2 separate regions of the Mus musculus genome follow, and region 2 is linked to region 1. Evidence: chromatin contacts called from public HiChIP or PLAC-seq data. All regions are on one chromosome and are shown on one strand. The core of a region is the stretch at or near the end of the contact, and the rest is flanking DNA. Distances in the headings are between cores, read along the strand shown.

Evidence for each region. HiChIP or PLAC-seq counts read pairs in DNA pulled down with a chosen protein or histone mark.
Region 2: an H3K27ac HiChIP or PLAC-seq map of epiblast stem cells shows a contact between it and region 1. The contact joins the promoter of Srp9 here to the enhancer-like site in region 1. A contact is called at or near these places in 4 of 39 promoter capture datasets (the 3T3-L1 cell line, embryonic stem cells, hippocampal neurons and 1 more), 6 of 484 Hi-C or Micro-C datasets (the N1E-115 cell line, cerebral cortex, embryonic fibroblasts and 3 more), 17 of 115 datasets of contacts at active chromatin or transcription factors (the SCID.adh cell line, bone marrow-derived macrophages, cardiomyocytes and 5 more) and 4 of 9 other capture datasets (adipose tissue, embryonic stem cells, liver and 1 more).

The regions. Positions count from the first base shown.
Region 1 is chr1:181,951,792-181,956,077 of GRCm38.p6, reverse strand. The region is part of intron 3 of Enah (ENAH actin regulator); the gene reads left to right. Among named protein-coding and RNA genes, the nearest start is that of Enah, 66 kb to the left of the region's middle. Within about 2 kb of position 2,302, at least 6 of the 459 cell types and tissues checked have an H3K27ac peak or open chromatin away from gene starts, as enhancers often do. A contact at or near this core is called in epiblast stem cells, where this site is marked.
Region 2 is chr1:182,122,508-182,126,878 of GRCm38.p6, reverse strand. It overlaps Srp9 (signal recognition particle 9), which reads right to left and starts at 2,142. Exons shown (of 3, transcript NM_012058.3): 1 at 1,904-2,142. The coding sequence starts at 1,975. Gm33725 (a long non-coding RNA gene) reads left to right here and starts at 2,113. Exons shown (of 3, transcript XR_373761.4): 1 at 2,113-2,446.

The sequences.
Region 1 (4,286 bases), core at 1,053-3,552:
AGAAGAAGAAGCAGCAGCATAGTCTAGAAGCATAATGCTATGAGTTTAATTAGTCTAGTTTTTTTTAAAGCCTCATTTGAATTATCTAGATTAGTTTGTCCTGCTGTAAAAACTACCAGGTCTCTGTGTTGCTCAGGCTAGCCTCAAATTCTTCATTTCAGGCAATCCTCCTGCCTTCTGCTTTCCAAAGTAGCTGAAACTTCAATCATTTTCTTATGCCTTTTATTATTCGCCTTTTATCAAGAAGTACATAGGTTTCTAAAATGTACTTTTCAAGCCACCACTGAGCCTAGGGACTTATATTGAGAGTATGATCTCCTGATGCTTGGCTCTAATGCAATGATTCCATAACTGCAATTTTGCTATTGTTATAAATTGTACTATAAATATCTGTGTTTTCTGATGGTCTTTGTTGAATCCCTCAACCCCCAAAGTAGTTGCGACCCACAGGTTGATAAGATTTGAGGCACACCCTCATCGTCCAAGCCATAATTGGATTCTTAAAACTATATGTTGCTAAGAAGGAAGAATAGAAATAATTCACTTTGAAAAGCTCAAGTATTCAAAACCTTATTATCAGAGATATACTAAATTTTGTTTTGGTTTAAGAAACAGAAAAAGAAATACACAAATGTATGGTTCTCATTAGCAATAAATTTTATGATCAGAAAATGTTATATATGAAAAAAATACAAATGTAGTTACTCCTTCCTGTGTTGTATGTTTGGTAGTGATTTTATTGATATAAATGTTCCGTGTAAAACACATATAGCTTAATGAGGAGTATTACAGCCAGATAAAATATTGATATTTTTTTGATGATATAGAATTCTAAAAATCCATAATAAATGGTATATTTATAGATCTTACTCTGAAGCATGAAAGGTTCAAGGTATCTTAACTCCTTTGCCTGTTTTAAAAATGAATTTTAGAGGAATAGGCATTTTGAGATCTTGCAGAAGGTTCTGTGTGCCATTGTACCTCTATCTGTTTTATATGAAGTTTTCTTTAGGGGGAATTAACATCTGTAAGGAACATATTTGTTTTCATTGGATCTCCTTTGAGTAAATAAGCTGCTGGGACTTACTTTGGTTTGCCTCTTCAAGATGGCGAAGTCTGGTCTCCTGTAAATCATTTCTCCTAATAACTATACTGTCTTTGTCAGCATAGGACTTTATTAGCATATGTTATAGGAATAGTTTACACTGTAATAATTAGGAGACAAGCGAGAATCATAATTCCTGTATCTTAAATAGGCCAGTTACGTAATTTAAAGCGTGTGTGTGTGTGTGTGTGTGTGTGTGTGTGTGTGTGTGTGTGTGTGTGTAGCAGCTTCTGTTCCTGTGTTTGGAACCTATGACCATTTTCATTTCTCAGTTTTCAAATGGGGATACAGTTTAGAACTAAATGTCACTTAGCATAGTTCAAATTATTGTTAATGGTGGTTTTGTCTTGTTATTACCAAGTTGAAACTATTGTTCTTACCAGTGAATAATATTAGTTTGTTTGCCAAATGCCAATGCCCAATAACTTGTTTTATTCTGATCCTGATTGTTTGAAATTCAGTCTTCATGAAGAGACTCAAACTACATTCTTTTACAGAATAATAAACATTAAAAAATAGTTTTGACTCATAAAGTTTTACAAGTGAAAATTAATGGTTTTATTTGCTATAGAAGCATTTTTGGTGTGTACAGTATATAGGATTATTGTTATGGGTAAGTTTGACAATACATTGTCTCTTCTCTTTCATGTTTTCAATTGTAGTGTACAAAATGGTTGAAGTTAGTTATCTTTGTCATGGACCAAGTAAGTCACTGGCAGCGAAGTTCTTGGTTCTATTTTGTTCATTCAAAAAACAAAGCATTAAAATAGTTCATTTGTACATAGCATGATGTATTTATTTACGGAATTACTTTCCTTTGTAAATACCTGAATTTTGATGACATTGTCTTTGAAGCAGAAATATGGGGAAATTTTTTTAAGAATCTAGTGAGTGCCTGGAGAGATGGCTCAGTAGTTAAGAGCACTGTCTCTTCCAACGACCACATGGTAGTTTATAATACTGGAATCTGATGCCCTCATCTGGCATGCAGGCATATATACTGACAGAGCACTCCTATACATAAAATAAATAAATCTTAAAAAAAAATTCCTTAATTGTCATCTGGTGGTGTATGCCTTTAATCCCAGCACTTGCTAGGCCAAAGAAGGTGGGTCTCTGTGACTTCAAGGCCAGCCAGAGCTACAGGAGCCCCTGTCTCAAGGAAAAGGACCTGGAGAGTCCTCCTTGGGAAGGGATGCCTTTCTTATTCAGATTCTCACTGTAGGGGTGGTTTGTCCTGTACCTATTGTTGTTGTGCTGACCCCTCCCATCCACCTAATCAAACACACTCAGTAATTCTGAATACTATCATGGTCTTGTCTTTCCTTGCCAAAGCAATTTGCTTTTAGTTCACAGCCATATGTGTGTGTGTCTGTGTGCCTGTGTGTGTAATTTTTAAAATCATCTTCTGTATGCAAGCTTTTGGAAAGCTTGACTCTTTTGCAAACAGTAGCCCAACACACTTGACCAGAAGCAAAAGAACAAATATATTCATGAAGGTAGAGCTGTTATGTACATCCATCTGCCTGATTCACAGATTTTTGTCTCTTTCAAGTTTTTATTAGTATATATTAACTGTACCGAATAATGGATTGAGTGATGTTGATATTTTCATAATACACATAATATACTTTGACCATACTAATCTCCATTACCCTCTTTTTTTTATTTAATTTTTATTTATATGAGCACACTGCTGCTTCAGACACACCAGAAGAGGGCATCGGATCTCATTACAGATGGTTGTGAGCCACCATGTGGTTTCTGGGAATTGAACTCAGGACCTCTTAAAGAAAGAGCAGTCAGTTTTCTTAACCACTGAACCATCTCTCCAGCTCTCTATCACCCTCTTAGTTTTTACTCTTGTACTGCCATTTTTCTTCCTTCTTTCTGCCTTTCCTTCTTCCTTCTCATTCGCTCGCTCTCCCTTCCTTTCTTCCTTCCTTCCTTCCTTCCTTGGTGCTAGGAGTTGAACTGAATCCAGGGCCTTGCACATGCTGGGCAAGCACTCTACCACCAACTACATCCTCAGCCTGGTTTACCACTTTATAAAGCCATGCCCCATACTCACTGTTACTGGTCTTATTTTTCTTATGTATACTGTTAACTTGAGGATCTGCCATTACCATTATCAGTAAATCCTTAGTGATTCTCAGACTTAAAGGTCATGGACATCTTCGTTCAAACAGAATCTTTCTGCAGCTCAGTACAAATGGACCAAAAGTCCGGAAGAGGTGGCAAGGGGATGTCCTCTGATTAATGTGGGGCAGGGATCACAGCCACTGAGGGTCTGCATAGCTCTCCACCGCATGGTTTAGCTCTGTGCTCTCTTCTGCTTGAGCCAGTGATTCTACAGTTCTTTCTCCCTTTTTGGCTGCCATTTTTCAAAGCCCTCTTTTTTTTTTTATTTATTTTTTTTTTTTAAAGAAAAAGAATGCAGTGTTTTGGACTCGTCATTCTAACCTTTACAAGCTGTACTTGCATATATGTGTGTGTTTCATATTTTCAGTTTTTTTATGAAAAGGTGGGTGGCAGGAATGTTTTCCTTTATTTTGTTTTTAACATGGTATGCAATTATCTAATATACTGGAAAGTACAGGAGGTGCTAAATACAGTGTGTTATATTTGGAATTTAAAAAAAAAACAGGAATCACATGTTCTATCATTTTTTTTAAAGGCGATGAATTAGTGCTCCTGCTTTTATACCAAATGCTACAGTATAACTTTCCTTCTCACCTATGGAAGTTGTCTCAGTTTAAATTAATGTATTCTATAGACCAAACAACAATCTTTATTTCTATATTTGCTTATCAAGTATATTTATAGGCTTTTGTAGATAATAGCTGTGGCTTATGTAAGCTACAATGCCAGTCCTGTTGATGGCTGGTTGAGGTGAATTTGCACAGCCTTGTTGCATTTTTGTACATGGTTTAAATTGTTTGAAAATAGGAAATATGTCTTTAAATTCATTTTAAAGAAAGAAAATGTCATGCTAGTTAGATTATTCTGGTTTTGTTCAACCATGATTAAACATAGCTTACCAAAAGAAAAACCTCAAAATATTTTTTACTATTAACTAAGGACTGAGTTTGTTGGTTTGTTTTTTAACTATTGTGAAAGAACAGAGCGAGAGATAACCTTTCTATGGTTAAAGTTTTCATCAGATTTATAATAAATTTTG
Region 2 (4,371 bases), core at 893-3,392, 170 kb before region 1:
AGACCAACAAACTGTCTTCGTTAGCCCTACGAGGACCAGAATGGACTGGAGTTCAGATCCAGGGTTTATACTTAAGTTTGGAGGCCACAAGGATTTTCTCCTGGACAGATCTGGCCAGCTCCTCCTCTGTGTCTCCTTCTCATCACAACTCCCTGACACTTCTACTTTCACTGGCCCCGCAACTACATCTTCAAATAGTCACTCAATGTGTGCTGGTGTATCTACAGTCTCTTTACTAAATGCAGACACTGTATACTGTTGTCAGTATCAGGCCCTTCTGGACAAACCTTATACCACCTTACAGCACACTGCCCAACTGAGGAAATGAACCACATGAAAGTACATACAAGAAGCCACCACTGTCACAAACTACACAATTTCAAAAATACCTAATCTACCTAGCCATTTATTATCACTTTAATAAGATCATTAGTTTTAAATGTTGCCTTAAAAAGGGAGCCTGCAGCCGGGTGTGGTGGCACACGCCTTTAATCCCAGCACTCGGGAGGCAGAGGCAGGCGGATCTCTGAGTTCCTGAGAAATAAAAAGAAGGGCCGGGGGAGCTAACACCCAGAGTTCAAGATCACTCTCATCTCCACAGGACATTAATGAGGCCCATCTAGGACGCATGAGAAGATAGGAGCTTAAAAATACACAAGGATGGTTCCGAATGTTCTACTGTCTACTCTGGTCTTCCTGTGGTTCTAATGCAGGTAGACACAGATTTGGCTCCCAGCACCCACAAGGTGGCTCACACCCATGCCTAACTCCATTTCCCGGGGATTCAATGCCCTCTTCTGACCCCAGCAGGGCAGGCACCCCATGTGCACAAGCAAACACTGACATACGTAAGAATTAATGGACTGACCTTCTTAAAAGATGCTTCCTGTGGGCTTGGAGAGATGGCTTAGCTGCTAAAGGCTATGCTCACAACCAAAAGTAAAAGATGCTCCCTGTAAAATCCTGTAGTAAGTACTGCCACCGCAAGCTGCCAGTACCAATATATTTTTGATTTTTACTTACATGTGTGTGTCTGTGTGTGTACATGTTAGTGTGAGAGATGTGTGGTCAGAGGGCAAATTTAAGGAGTAGATTCCCTCTTTCCATCCTTAAGTGAGTTCTGCATGCTGAGTGTCTCTGCAGTCTCATTATGATACACACACACACACACAGAGTTCGTGTTATGCACTGAGCCCGGGTTCTTGAGATTGTTAGCTGCTCATCGGTTTTTTTGTTTTTGTTTTCTTTTTCCTTAACGTGTATATTCATAAAACATGCGTCTACCATACCTTCAACAATCCTTTAAGGAATGATGAAGCTGACCTTTGTGTCCCCCTCCCGGAACTTGTTCTGAACTGCTGAGATGGGACTGGGTAGTTTGCTTTGGGGAATGAAACCGCTTGCAAACATTTATGTCTAACGTGAGAGTGCAAACAGTCTCCATGTTTCAACTGGTCCAGGAAAAGACTAAAAATCCCCACTATCCAAAAAAAAAAAAAAAAAAGTAGAGCAGGTGCTTCCTAACTGGGACGTACAGTAGCACCATTTTATAAGCTGGTACTCTCGGGTCTGGGTAGGAAAGGAAAGGGGCACTAAACTAAGCGACGGACAGGAAAGCGACGGTGCAGGGGGAGGAGCCCACTCAGCGACACGTAAACCAACCAGATCCCGAGCGGAAGTTAGGAGCTCCCCCGGGTGCAGGCCGCTGTGGGGTCCGGCGCTGCGGAAACCGCCCTGCCTGTAGCTGCTGGGGTCGCCTCGCTGGGTCACTGGGTCTCCGGGTCAGTCGGAAGCAGACGAAGGGACAGTGGCACCGGGTGGGCCGACTGTTTCCTGGGCGTGCTCAGGCCGCGCCAAGGGTAGAGAAGCCCCGGGCCCCAGGGCGGTCCCTGCAGCGACTCACCTTCATGGGGTCCGCCAGGTAGAGCTTCTCGGCCGCCCGGCTGAACTCCTCCCAGGTCTGGAACTGAGGCATCGTGGCTTCAGGCAGCGAGGAACAAGGCCGCGAAGCGAGTCACGGCGCTGTCGCCCCGGCGGCCCGCCGCTCTCCCGCAACCGCCCACAGCGCTGCACTCCGGCGGCGCAAAGACGGAGGCTCACGAGCGCTCACGCCATTGGCCAGCCTCGGCCGCGCGCCTGTCCAATGGGCAGGAGGCGTGATGTCGGGGGGCGGGGCCTCCGCTCTGAGAGGTCGGGAGAGGAGAGGGCGGCTGCCACAGCGCCGCCTGCAGGGCTGGAGGGGATAGTGCCTGTGCTGCCTTTCCAAAGACTAAGGAGCTCTGTGACCTGGTACCCAAGTCACAGTCGTGGTGATGACAAGGCGCAGCTGTCACACTCAAAGCCTAATCAAGGAGTTGGGGAGACATAACGGACGCGCAACCAAAAACTTTCTGTGGTAGACTTTTGTATCGGGTCAGTGGAACAAAAAGGAGCAAGGCTCCCAGAGGTGAGACAAACTGAATAGGGAGTAGAGAAGGGCGAGACCTCTAGGCACATTTAAGATCTGCAGTGTACGTGTACTTAAGAGGAACAGTAGTGTTCAAGGGAATGGAGGAAGAGAAGAAGCACAGAGAGAAGGAAGCTACACTGTGGCATCTGCTAGGATACGAAATTTGAGTCTTTCCCTCAGGCAGAGTGTGACACAGGACAGCTTTTAAAAGAAATTTTATTGGGGTATATAGTTTATGTGTGCAGTAAACATCGGCTTTGAGAATATACGATCATGGATTCTGAAAAAAATACATATACACACACGTCACACAGCCACAGAGCATATACCTACTTGCCTAATGTCATAATCAATATATGGGGGTATTTTTCACCTCTAGAAATTTCTTCATGCCTCCTTGTAATTCATTTCCTCTGTCTTCACTCCTGGCCCCACGAATGTTTACTCTTACTAAAAATTACATCCCCCTGTCCATTGAGCTGCTTTTTCCCCCTTCCCTTCTCCATCTTGCTCTGCCCCTCCTCAATCCGGGCCCAAAGGTTTGTTGTTGTTGTTGCTGTTGTTGTTTTTATTTTTTGTTTCTCATTACAGATGGTTGTGAGCCACCATGTGGTTGCTGGGATTTGAACTCATTCATGACCTCTGGAAGAGCAGTCAGTGCTCTTAACCCTGAGCCCTCTCACCAGCCCCCATTGATCAGCTTTAAACAGTTTTGTTGGGTTTTTTGTTTTGTTTTGTCTTGTATTGTTTTGGGTTTTCAGTGCTAAGGATTGTGCATTCTAGACAAGGTCTCTGCCACTGAACTTAGCCACATTCTCCTCCCCATCTTGCCTTCCTCTTCCCTATCTTTTTCTTTTCTTTTTCTTTCTTTCTTCTTTGTTTGTTTGTTTGTTTGTTTGTTTTTCAAGACAGGGTTTTTCTGTGTATCCCTGGCTGTCCTGGAACTCTCTCTGTAGACCAGGCTGGCCTTGAACTCAGAAATCCGCCTGCCTCTGCCTCCCAAGTGCTGGGATTAAAGGCGTGCGCCACCCCTGCCCGACTTCTTTTCTTTTTCCTTCTTTCTCTTTCTTTTTCTTTCTTTCATTTTTTCTCTTTTCTTTCCTTTCATTCATTTTCTTTCTCTTTTCTTCCTTCTTTCCTTCCTTCCTTTTTTTCTTTTGCTCTTTCTTTTTCTTTTTTTATGTCATGAGTTTGCGGAAAGTCCCAGCTATTTAGTCCAAGGCCAAACTGGGCTACTTAGAAATAAACAAGCAGGGCTGGAGAGATGCCTCAGCAGTTAAGAGCACCGACTACTCTTCCAAAGGTCCTGAGTTCAAATCCCAGCAACCACATGGTGCCTTACAACCACCTGTAATTAGATCCGATGCCCTCCTCCGGTGTGTCTCAAGACAGCAACAGCATACTCATAATAAATAAATAAATAAATAAATAAATAAATAAATCTTTTTTTTTTTAAACATTGAGCAGTCTCTGGGACAAACCTTCAGTCCTTTTTTTTTAAGATTTATTTATTTATTATATGTAAGTACACTGTAGCTGTCTTCAGACACTCCTTACACATGGTTGTGAGCCACCATGTGGTTGCTGGGATTTGAACTCCGGATCTTCGAAAGAACAGTCGGGTGCTCTTACCCACTGAGCCATCTCACCAGCCCCCCTAAATAAATCTTTTTAAAAAAAGAAATAAGCAAAGAAAAGAAAGGAAGAAAGAAACAAGAATGATGGCAGTCCTAGCAAGAGGCCATCATGGTACCTGGGCTAAATAGATAGCAATTATTTTGATTTTTTTTAAAGGGGGTGAAACAAAGGGACTCTGAAGTCAGCCTCCCGGGGGATGCTTGAAGGTCTGCTCAAACATTAGGGCTTTACAGCTCAAGTTCCCAGGAGGCTGGGTGGTTAGCTGAGTCATCTCTACGAAGGTT